Linked DNA regions of Mus musculus: region 2 is linked to region 1. The links are chromatin contacts, called in public Hi-C maps. All regions are on one chromosome and are shown on one strand. The core of a region is the stretch at or near the end of the contact, and the rest is flanking DNA. Distances in the headings are between cores, read along the strand shown. Region 1 overlaps Gpc6 (glypican 6). Region 2 overlaps Gpc6 (glypican 6).

Evidence for each region. Hi-C and Micro-C count contacts between places; a contact is called where the count stands out from the background.
Region 2: a Hi-C map of myocytes shows a contact between it and region 1, with 2.3 times the contacts expected there. The contact joins two enhancer-like sites. A contact is called at or near these places in 4 of 484 Hi-C or Micro-C datasets (cerebral cortex, embryonic stem cells, myocytes and 1 more), 1 of 115 datasets of contacts at active chromatin or transcription factors (embryonic stem cells) and 1 of 9 other capture datasets (embryonic stem cells).

What each region holds. Positions count from the first base shown.
Region 1 is chr14:117,838,423-117,844,616 of GRCm38.p6, reverse strand. All of the region lies in intron 4 of Gpc6 (glypican 6), which reads right to left. Among named protein-coding and RNA genes, the nearest start is that of Gm52111, 59 kb to the right of the region's middle. Within about 2 kb of position 2,641, at least 20 of the 459 cell types and tissues checked have an H3K27ac peak or open chromatin away from gene starts, as enhancers often do. A contact at or near this core is called in myocytes, where this site is marked.
Region 2 is chr14:117,928,145-117,934,338 of GRCm38.p6, reverse strand. All of the region lies in intron 6 of Gpc6 (glypican 6), which reads right to left. Among named protein-coding and RNA genes, the nearest start is that of Gm52110, 21 kb to the right of the region's middle. Within about 2 kb of position 3,593, at least 140 of the 459 cell types and tissues checked have an H3K27ac peak or open chromatin away from gene starts, as enhancers often do. A contact at or near this core is called in myocytes, where this site is marked.

The sequences.
Region 1 (6,194 bases), core at 1,392-3,891:
GAAATTACAGCTTAGCAACCCCATTGGCCTTTTCTGCTGGCTGCTTAACTTTATCTGTTTCTAATTCTGTGCCTTTCATATTTCTTCTACACATATCTCCAGGTGCCTTCAGGAAATAGGTCCATTCTGAATAGATCACATAAATAGACTGCAGTGGGGGACAGCCTTTTCGTTTAGGAAATGCCTCTGTACAACACCTGAAAGGGAGGGAGGTTCACTGAGTAATATTATCTTGCATTTCTACAGAAGCACAAGTGCTTCTTCCCCAAGCACTTAACATAACAAAATTGCCTCACTCATCACGGCAAAGCAGCCACCTTTAGAGAGGTACGTGAGGCCGTTTCTCAGGTTGGAGTAATACTTCAGATGAAACGAGAAATGAAGAAGAATTCTGTGTCGAGTAGATGTGGCAGGGGAATTTAAGAAGTCAGAATGACATCATTGACTTGGAATTGGGTCAGAACCCTGAGACTAGACTGCGAAGGGCTACCATTTACTTACTGAGTAAACATAATATATCGCTTGGTAGAAAGGTATGTTTGTGTTTTGTGGATATTGCACATCAATCTTTTATGCAATATATATATATATTCCTAAGAATAATTTTTACCCAGAAAATGGATATTTGTTGTTCAAAATTGTGTATTACATTATAAACATACACCCACTTCATTCCGTGTGTTTCTAAGCTGGCCTCTGTATTTTGCTGTTCCCACATCAATAAGCCAAGCCTGGTGTCTGAGGTGCTGCCGTTGCTCTCTGAACATTTCCACAAAACAATACTGTTTTGAACAAACCGTATCCTTTCTATTTCTCCTAAGTTACCACCCATCTCTCTACACAAATGCCTATATAAAGAAGACTTGATCTAGACATTCAATTTTTTTTGTTGCTATTGAGATGAAAGGGACTTTATAATGGTTTTTATTTTAAACAACTATTTTATTGGTGCACATTATGTAACAAATGTTTTAGTATGACATTTTTATATATGTATATAATGTGGTTTGATCATATTCACCCTCCTCTATGAACGCTTCTTGACTTATTTTTAAATTAAGATGTCATGAAATACTAGTGTAGAACATTTAGAAAAGGCAACAAAGAGCTTTCATGCTTAGGACAGCAACGTCATGAGTAGTGAGCAGGACAGGTCTCGATTCTCATCCAGAGACCATGATAAAGCCCCAAACAAAATAAACATAGAGCACGCTGTATTCTGAAATGCACACACACACACACACACACACACACACTATACGTATACACAATATGCAGATACTTGTACATATATGTGTGTAACAACAATGATAAAAGAGGCCATGCGCATGAGGGAGGATAAAGAGAGGGACATGGGAGGGTTTAAAGGGAAGACAGGGAAGGGGAAAATAATATAATTATTTAGTACCAAAAATGAATTAATTAAAACTAATGAACGGGACAGACAGTTGACATTTTATGTCCATGTAACTTGGAAGAATAAGGCCATCAGTGAAACTCAACATACATGAAGTCCCCACCCCTACCTCCTCAGACAGCTGAACATGCATTTCTGTTTCCTTGACTTCTACAGGCATTGAGCTCATAGCTGAGTGAGATCATATCAGATTCCAGGTTCTAAAAAGGCCACCAGGTGTTCCCAACCCTTCTCATTCAAGGTGTGAAGTGAGTTGGCACAGGGCTTATTAGGGCACTGGAGAAGGTGCACGTGAGTCCGTCTACATAGGGAAAGGTAGCCAGCAGTGTGCCTGAGCTTGGTCATGGTGGCATATGCATACATTCCATAGTAAATAGATGCTAAGAAAAAGGACTAATAGGCTATAGATCTGTGCACAAAAGAAATGTGTAGTCTGTTTCCAAAGAGAGGAGGAGGTCAACTTCTACCCATAGCCTTTCCCTGGCATAGCTTCAGTCATCCATTCCTCAACACAGGACTGTCCATAGACCAAAGAGTTCCAATCTGTGAGTGTCTTAACGGCAGACAGCTATCTGTTGCCAGTTGTTTCATCTTTAGACCACCATCAAGTAAACTAGTCAAATGTAGAACACAATAAAACTGTTGGTTCTGCCTGGAGTGTTAGCGTCTCTGTCATATTCTCTGGGAGGAGAACAGGAAGGATGGATATCTCTTTTTTGTGCATGCTGGAACACGGGATAAACATGACTAACCTCTGCCTTTGCCGGTCTCCCCACCAGACCCAGGGAACCACTGTGGAGGTCTTAGGGACAGTGGCAAGTGGCCATGAGAAACCACAGTGTTGGCTGCACAGCTTCAATTTCAAATGACAGTGATAGATCCACTCTCACCAGTGATGCAGTTGTAGGGTGACATCGGAGCCGGTAGCTGAACCTCTTCATTTCCTACCAGTATCTTGTTAATATCACCTCAACTCTCAACTGCCTGATGCAGTTTTAAAGCTTGCTACAAGGCTTTTAAATCTCAGAGATGCCTTGCAGGCTTTCTTCTTAGACAAGGGACAGTACTCTGTAAAACTCTGGCTTTACACAAGTAAAGAGACCGTGGGAAAGGAGGAATTCTTTTTGGGCTAAGAGCCAGAACTCTTCAACAGTAACTCTGGCTTGGGGCTGGTGCGCTCCCACAAGGCCATGTGTGTTTGAGATGTCTCACGTCTGACTGACCGCTGTGAGTAACCTATTTATTATTTTGACATTGCAACGAAACCACAAGGGGAGAGGCATTTTCCCTGCTTCTGTCTGGCTCGGTTAACCACGTTCTCGGGGTAGAAAAGACAAATTGATTGAAAGCAGAGGCACAGGGGTACAAGAACCTTCTATCCGATCTTCACAGCAATCTCTCTAGCTGTGACTGACTTCCCTTTTAATCAATTAATGCTTGTGCTAAAGGTCACTGTAGGATAATTGAATGTCAAAGTCAGTAGAGGGTTAATTGTAGAACAAGGGTTAGGTAAGTGGATGGCACGTTAAATATTTATATCTGGAAATGGAAATCATGCTTCCATCCTCTGATCTAGTCTTTTAAACCTTTTCTTCCAGTTTGCTTTCTGTTGCTATGTTAAACGCCCCAAAGCAACTGGAATGAAAAGGGTTATTTCATCTATCTTCTAGCTTACAGCCCATTATCAAAGGGAGCCAAAGCAGAAACTCAGCAGGTACCTGGAGCAGAAACTGAAACACAGACCAACTGTGGAGGGCTGCTGTGTACTGGTTTGCTTCCCTTGGCTTGCTCCTCTATCTTTCTTACATAGCCCAGCCCATCTACCCAGGGATGGTATTGACAGAGTGGGGCTGGGCCCTCCTCCATCAATCAAGAAGGTACCTCACAGGACAAAACGGTGGAGGCAAGTCCTCAACTGAGATCGCCTCTTCCTAGGTATGTCTAGGTTTCTGCTGTGTTGATAAAAACTAACGAGTACTCTTTCATGTAGTAATAGGGAAAGATTCCCATTAATGTAACCACTCGTCCACACCCTCAAAACTCAGGTGACATGCTCTTCCTCTCCTAAACAGGGGAAGGTACGCTCTGAGTCTTACTTTAGAGGTCTTTAAGATACAGTGTTGAGAGAGTTAGGGAGACATCATGGGAAAGAAAGGCAATACTTGGCTAGTAACTGGCACTTGGACATTATTCTCATTTCCCTTTTTATACATTGTTCTAGCAGCTACATGGCTAGGCAGAGAGGAGGGCAACTTTAATTACCCATACTTGGAATATTATAAAGTATGTTTTAGTATTATTCTCAATCTCTTCATAATTACTCATCTTTTGCTTTATCTTTCTTATACACACAGATTTTAATAACATGGCGAGAACAAAGGAGAGTAAATGTTATTAAATCTTATTTTACCTTCACAGGGAACAGCTTCTGCTAGCCTATTAAAAAGCAGCTTTTCCCCCCTTTACCTCTGAGCTTCTTTCAGAGTTATCTCTGAACCATGGTCTTCTTTACAGTCTCCACAGCCAGGCTGAGTTAGACACGTTAGGACTCGGAGGGTTAGAATCTAGTGTCTGTCTGTGGTAATCACAGTGCAGAACCTGACCAATGAGTGACGAGTGAATAGCAAAATACAGTGTTGGGGTGTGAGAGAGATACTGTTTCACCTTTTAATAAGAGGAAATGCTGACCTGTTAGCACAGTGTGGTTAAGCTGAAAGAATATTTTCCTGGGTGGAATTAGACAGTAAGGACAAAGTCTGTATAATCCCACATGTGTGATTCTGAGAAATATAAAGTAAAGGGACAGGGTGGCACACACCTGAAATTCCAGTGTTTAGGAGGTTGATGAAGAAGGATGGAGAATTCAAAGTTGACCTGGGCTACATAGTAAAACTCTAACTCAAAACAGAAAGAAAGTAGAAGGAAAAGGAGGAGGAGAAGGAGAAGGAGGAGGAAGAGGAGGAGGAAGAGGAGGGGGAGGAGGAAGAGGAGGAGGAGGAAGAAGAGAAAGAAATGGAAGAGGAGGAAGAGAAGGAGGGAGAGGAGGAAGATGGGGAAGAGGAGGAGGGAGAGAGAATAAAATAAAGTAAAAAGAATTATAATGCACAGACTCAGAGGAAACAGGTCCAGACAAGGGGACAATGAGTAGAGACTTTCTGTGCAATTCTGCTTTCTATGATGAAAAGCCTGAGCCCAGACTTTCTCTTTCCTCACCCAAGATGTTAATAAGAGCCCAGAAGCTCCTGCGGATACTTATGGGGGTTGCCATGAACTCTAGCACACTTCTCCTTACATAACACTGTAGTGCCAGCTTCGTAGAACCACAAATTATTAAACTGGTAAACACTTCAAAATAGACTAAAAGACTTAAGCAGAAAGAAGATAAGCATCCTGTTAAGTAAAATGCTATCAGCATGTAAGTCCTCCACGCTAGAACTCTGACTATCCCATCACCACGGGAGCCACATACCTACTCAATAGTTATTTCCCATGTGTATGTATGCTGTGTGTCCCAGAGAGACAGTGTGTCACCGTTCAGGTACATGCTGATTGCCTAAGCACATCCCGGTATCTAATTCCCCATGCTGGTTGAAAGTTTAGGTCTGGGCTTGCAGCTGTCTATTGACGAGACACAGAATGTACACATTTTGTTTCTTGTTGCTGTGATGGAACATCCTGACAAAATCAACTTGGAGGGAGGCTTTATTTTAGTCCATGATTCTAGGTTACAGTGCATCACTGTGGAAGTCAGGCATCAGGAAGCTGAAGCAACTGGTCACATCCACAGTGAAGAGCAGAGGAAAGAGATGCAGACAGGCTTGTACTCAGCTTAATTACCCCCTTCCATACAGTTCAGGAGCCAAACCAAGGGAGAGGTGCTACCTCCTTTTATACTGAGTCTTCCTGTATCAATTCATGTAATCAAGTCTACCCTATCCAGCCATGCCCACAGACCACCACAATCTCAACTGTCTCTGGCTGAGCATCAGGTGATTCTAGATTGTTTTACATTAACAAAATCCATCAACACAGGGGATTCTGAGAAATTTACAGTTGAGAACTTGTTGCAATTCAATGTGATGCCCAGAGCAGCAACAGTTATATTACAACCATGAGCACAAAACGCCTGGGAACGTCAGAAGAGAAAGGTGATGAGCTTATATCTCGATGCTATCATGGAGCCTCTGAAGGTATTGATCTTGAGGTTAGCAATTTTCATGTTACATGGAATTATTACTGCAGCTAAAAGAATCCCAACAGACACTGAATGGATGCTTCAGTGCTAAAGATCTCAATCCTTTTCAATCTTTGGCACAAAGCTGGTGGTCATCCATAAATGTTTTCTGAATGAGTGAAAGTACTTCTACACTAATAAAGTTAGCAATATAGACAAAGAGAGGATGGATGCTTCCAAATCTTTAGGGAAGCCACAAAAGATACTGAACAAGTAGGAAAGATGATGCTGTATTTAAACCTGCAGCTTCTCACATCCTCCTCCACTCATTAAAACCCAAGGAAACTCTCCTTTCAGGGTAGATTATGGTACATGAGGTAGACGTTGGCATTTCAACTTTAAGCCCTTATGCTTCCGTGAAACTATTTTCTTCTGATGAATGAAACAGAGGCATTGCCCAAAGACCACTTGTGTAATAAAGTCCACAAAATAAATGCCAATTATTTCTATTTTGTGGAAAATATTTGTCTACCCTAATGGGTTGTACATTAGCCAGAAAAAAAAATGCAATCAGTCCGTAGGGGGCTCACCAGTGTCAGCCAT
Region 2 (6,194 bases), core at 2,344-4,843, 89 kb before region 1:
GATGGAGCAGGAGACAAGGTGATCTTCCAGGGCGTAGTCAGCAACCTCAGGTCTGTCTTCGTTGACTGAGAGGGTTTTAAAGATTTCAAATGTAACACAGTGTCCTGCGCTCTCCTTTTCATTTCTGTTATGACCTCAAGACGGATTCTCATGATGAGAGAGGCGCATTGAAATTTTAGTCTTTATTTTCTTCATTTAACCTTTCTCAGTGTTCTTATATTGCCATAACTTTGTGTATGAGCTGTCCTCTCTAAGGGAACAGCACTGGCTGTATGGCTGTGCTCATGCATTCTATTAATTATCACCCACTAAGCATGATTTCTATGTGGGGTACTTCATCAGGCACAGGAGCTAGACTGATGAGAAGCACATCATGCCTCCCTTTGAGGTATGAACATCAAAAGTGTGGCATGGTGCAAAGTTAAGGTTCGTAAGAACTGGAGGGAAAAAGGAGTCCATGTGGAGGGGCCACAGTGTCGCTATTGTTGTTGTTGTTGGTAGCGTGTGCATGTGTGTATGGTGTGTGTGTGTATGTGCACATGTGTGCATGCCTGTGTGTTTCCAACCAAAACAAGTGATTTCTGCATGAAGCCAGTTAAAATGAGAGAAAACAGGAAGGAATGTGTGATGCGGTGAGTGGATGGGTCAAGGCCTTAAGAAGGTGATCTTCATATTCAACGTCTCATGTGGATAGGGTCCTCTTGGGCTTGGAAAGTATTTTGCAATCATTGAAACGGAAGTGCCTAGGTTACAGAGGTAGGCACTATTGCGAGAGGAGTGGGTGGATCCCAGCAGATCCCACAGGACTGGAAAACCTACGTGAGCAGAGAGAGCTCATAAGACTGAATTGCCTGTAGTTTGCAGCAGCTAGACCTTTTTCCATTGAATATCCATGGAAGGTGACAGAACTGCCCAGGTGAGGACAAAAAGGAATGGAATGATTCTGGGGGTACCGCCCAGCTGAGCGGTGGTCTGGCTGCTAATGACCGAGAGATAGGCATGGTGCTGGCCACACCTGTCACAAGCTAGCTAGCTAGCACCTCTACAGCACACTTTGCACTTCAGTTAGCTGCAGCTTCTTAGAACTGCTTTCCTCTCAAGACTCCCCGCTTGCTCAAACCTTTGCCCATGCTACTGAGAAGTATTTTTTTTAATATTTATTTATTTATTATATGTAAATACACTGTAGCTGTCCTCAGACACTCCAGAAGAGGGAGTCAGATCTTGTTATGGATGGTTGTGAGCCACCATGTGGTTGCTGGGATTTGAACTCCTGACCTTCGGAAGAGCAGTCGGGTGCTCTTACCCACTGAGCCATCTCACCAGCCCCGAGAAGTATTTTTTTAGTATGCTGAGAGAGATGTCTTTCCTTTCTCCCTTTCCACATCCTCTTCATCCTTCCACGCAAAGATTCTGCAGGCCGAGAGAAGCTGGGGAGTAGGCTGGGCTGAAATTTTTCATCCATCCGTATGTTCTACCATTCCTTGTACTCTTCTGGTTAAAAAGGATAAAGTAGAAGGATTGAACAAGGGCAAGTCCTCCCATTAGTATGTAGAGAAGGATGGTCTCGACCAATCACCTTATAGTGGAGGATAGCCTCACCCAATCACTACAGAGTGGAGGAAAACCTCAACCAATCACTTTATAGTGGGGGTTGGCCTTAACCAATCACCACGTAATGGAGGATAGCCTCAACCAATCACCATGTAGTGGAGGATGGCCCCTGACCAATCACCATGTAATGGAGGATGGCCCCGACCAATCACCATGTAGTGGAGGATGGCCCCGACCAATCACCATGTAGTGGAGGATGGCCCCGACCAATCACCATGTAGTGGAGGATGGCCCCGACCAATCACCATGTAGTGGAGGATGGCCCCGACCAATCACCATGTAGTGGAGGATGGCCTCGAACATGTGATGCTTATGCTTCTACCTCCCTAATGCTGGAATTTCAGGCACCACGCCTATTGTTTAGTCTACTGCCGAGCCACGCCCAGTCCCGTTCATAGTTCTAAGCTCAGGTTGCTTAGTATTCCCTGTCCAACGTGAACACTGTGTAAACAGTTGTTACACTGATTTAGGGAATAGCGATGAAGAGGTCCTCGTATGTTCGGAACAGTATGTTTTTTTTTTTTTAATTTTTTAATATTTTTTGATCCAGGGTCGGTGGAATACGTGGATGCTAATGTCTATGCTAATTAACAGCCCAAGAAGTTTAACTAGTGCTGTCAGGTGACTTGTTGAATTTTGAGCGTTTCAGACAATTTCTGGAATTTTAATTTTCAGTATGTGTGCTCCCTGCTCCAGGTCGAAGGGATAAGTGATGCTTTACGGAATTTGCGATGGCGCCGTCGAGAGAGGGATATATATGTTCTCACACTTGCCTTTTCCACAGGAACGTGTTAATTAGCAGAGAGGCCTCATTACACTCAGCAAGCAGGCTTTTTGCCGACCCAGATCTGGATTGTTTTATTTTATTTTTCTCTCCCAAATCCCCAATTGAGGAGAAGCATCTCGTTTTCTCCAGGGTCTGGGGATGAGGGAGGATGAAGCAATCTCCCGTTACAAACGCTCATGGTTTGTCACATAGTAAAGTTACGAAAAAACAAGGTTTGGGTAAAGATGTGGAAGTGGGTCTCTTGGCAGACTGCAGGGCTGTCTGGACAGATGCACTGGCTCCTGGTCCACAGCAGAGCAGCATCACAGAGAGCCTCAGCTCAAGAACGGCATGCTTCGTGATGGTGTGTGTGTGTGTGTGTGTGTGTGCCCGTGTGTGTGTGTGTGCCCGTGTGTGTGTGTGTGTGTGTGTGTGTGTGTGTGGCAGGAGCCCTGGATAGGCTTAGAAGGGAAACTGGCTTCCAGCTGTGCTCTGCCAATGTGCTGCAGTTTTATAGGACCAAGTGGGGAACATGGGAGACCTCGCGCTCCTCTCTTCGCTTCTGTGATGCCTCCTCAGGCCAAGACTAGCTGGAGCCCTTAGAGGCCTTGGATACACTGACTCATCAGGCTTCCAGGGTGGAGCAGGCTGGTGACAAGGGAGAATGACTTTTCAGGAGCACAGAGAAGCCACCAGCCCCATCTGCCTGTATGCAGTTTCGCCCTGGCTTCTTCGTTTCATACAACACAATCTTACTGCTGAGTAGCAGTGCTGAGTGTCTCAGCCTGAGGAGCGCAGGGAGTGGCCCAGGGAGCTGTAGGCCAACCCAATCCCCTTCCTGACAGCATTGCCAGACTGCCTTCATCTGTTTCCTCAGCCTATTTCCTTAAAGGTGGAGCCATCTCCAGACCAACTGCCTACATACAGCCCTTACACCTTTCCTCAGCCTTGAGGCTCTGCAGAGAGGGCAAAAGCCACTCTTCAGTAAACACAGAGGAGCATAGAAGAAGGGCGCGCAGCATCCCAGGAAGCCCCAGCCTGCCACCACCGAACCCTGGTTTCCCACCTCTGGGTCTTGTTTTGCTGTCTATGTTTCTTTTCTTCTCCTTCCCTCGCCCTTTGTTCTCTGTTTCCAAGGCTTCCTGACTGTGTGGTTTAATTACCCGTCTGCCCTTGCCTCTTCGAAATCGTCTGGAATGTTTCTGAGACATCCAGTGCTGACTCAACCCCATCAGGGAAATTCATGAGGATACGCTACCAAGGATCCGATTCCCTTAGTAACAGCTCTTCACTGTTTCATGTCTGGTTATTTTTATTTAAATCTGAGACCGAGGGAGTTAGCGTGGTGGGCCGAGGTCATGGAGGGCAGCTCAGACCAGTGACCTAGCCACAGATTCACATTCTTTAGGAGCTTTTGTCATTTGAGCTGACCTCCCTATTCAGGCAAGGGCTGATTGCTATTCCTCTTGGTTTTGGGGGGGGGGATAAGGAAGCGAGTTCCCACCCCCCACCCCTAGGGAGATTGTGGTTGAGTGAATTAGAGGCTCAATCACGGGCCCAGATGTGCCATCTTAACTCCCTGGAGCCTCCCATCACTTTCCTATAGTTTTGTGTTCCCACAGAAGACACTGGGACTTCAGGAGCTGGTCTGTCTCAGAACCAGTGTGACATGGGACAGCTGTATAAAGCACTGCCTCCTGAGGATTCACTCTGGGCAGATTTGGTTCTCAGAAATTCTCATTAAGCAGAAGAATGCAGAGGGCTCGCTGGGGATCTGTGTCCCTAGGCGGTGTTTTATGGAAGCTTGGGGGAAAGTTGCCATCCATAGACTTTTTATTATTATTATGACTCTGTCTTTATGGGGCTCCTCCCACTCTTCACCTTTCTCCTTTGTGTTTCTGGTTTGAGTAGGTGCTGCTGGCCTTTTCTGTGAGAGAGCCGTGTGCTAATATGTGCGGGGTACAGGAAGTGAGTGCAGAAGGCACTGAAACATAAATGCAAACTCACCTGCTCCCTGCCCGGAAAGTCTGCGCTCTCTCTCTCTCTCTCTCTCTCTCTCTCTCTCTCTCTCTCTCTCTCTCTCTCTCTCTCTCTCTATGTTGGATATTTTCATTAATCATTCTCGAGTTCTATTTTGAGACAGGATCTCTTGGTTGGACCAGGAGCTAACTAACCAGTTGGGTTAGTCTGTCTGCCCCATGAGCCTCCTGCCTCCATTTCTCCAACTCTGGTGCTACATAGGTGCACATTTCCCCAGCTTACTTGCTGGGTTCTGCGGGATAGAACCCAGGTCCTCATGCACAGCTAGCATTTTACCAACCCAGCCATCTCTTCAGACCACAACCATTATGCTTTTTAAAAGTCACAGTCTACTAATGTCAGACACTCATGCACAGTTAGCCCTGTGCCTGAGAGGGTGACATTTGTCTGTGGATCTCTTGCCTACTGCCGACTCCTGTTCTGTATCCTCTCCTGTTTATCCTTCACCTTCTGCTGAGATATCAGCTTTTTCTTGTGTGTTTTCTAGCTTCCCAGACTGTCCTAGAAGATGCCCCACTGCCTCTGTGTACCAATTCTTCCTTCCAGGCACTTCCACAAGATGGATCTTTCATTCCATTCTGTATAGAACAGGGAGATCAATAGATATCTTACATACACATATATGTCTTTGAATTGTATCACTTTCTCCAAAAGACACAGTTAAGGCACATATATAAAAACATGTATATATAAGACATATAAAATTTTTACAGCAGGATCCACGGTGGGATGCCAGTGTGAATGCATAGCTCGGATGAGTGAGCCCTGTTCAAATTGCTCTGTGTGCTGTGGCTGCTCCTCCCCTTGGTTTTCTTTGTGTAGTACAGGGTCTTGCAATGTATCCCTGGTTGGTCTGTAACTTACTGTGCATATCAGGTTGGCCTTGAACTCCCAGCAATCCCCCTGCCTCTGTTTTCCCAGTGCTGAGGTTACAGGTGCCATGACCACAGTTAGTCTACTTTCCCCACTCTGACAAGTAGCCAGGCTCAGAGATGTTTCCCAGCACAGAGCTTCAACACCTGCCTGGAATCATCCTGGAACCATAGAGGACTTTTAAGAATACCAAGTCTGGACCAACACCCATGGAGAAATCGCTCCATCTGGAACACAACCTGAGCCTGTGGAATTTTTAGAAGTCCCAGGTGGTTGATCATAATATGTGGCCAAGACTGAAATACCCCGTAAGAGGAGTTGTCTCTGGTTTGGAGATGGGAGCTGGGATAGTGAGGAGGGAGATGCTAAGAGACTCAGCCACCAGGTGTGTGAAATTAGAAAGACCACATTCTCTAAGAAATAGAGAAGTTCCCAGCATATTCATATTTTTTTTTATTTGAAGAGCAGCAGGGCTTCAATCTCTGTGCTAAGCACACCAGTGAGAACAATTCTGCCACCACAGCTGCCAAAGAGAAACCGTTGAGCAACTTCTTGCCCTGGACTTTAGGAATCTTAATGAGATACCGAGTACCTTGGATGAACACAGCGTTAAAACCTAGAGGAGATAAAGACAGATTCATAAGGAATGTTTCCTCCAGACTGTGACAATGGCGTATGCCACTTGACTTAAATGCTTAGAAGCCTGTGACTAAGGAAGGTCTCTTGAATGAAGTGGCTTGTGAGTTAAACACTGAAGAAATGGCGTGTTGTGACTGAGAATCGAGTGGAAGGCCATCTAGGTACGGCAGCAGCAAGGAACTGCAGAAGGGCAGGGGCCATTTGGAGAGCAGCATATGTGTGTGGCAGAATTTTCCCTATCCAGTCTATTTAAATATTAGTG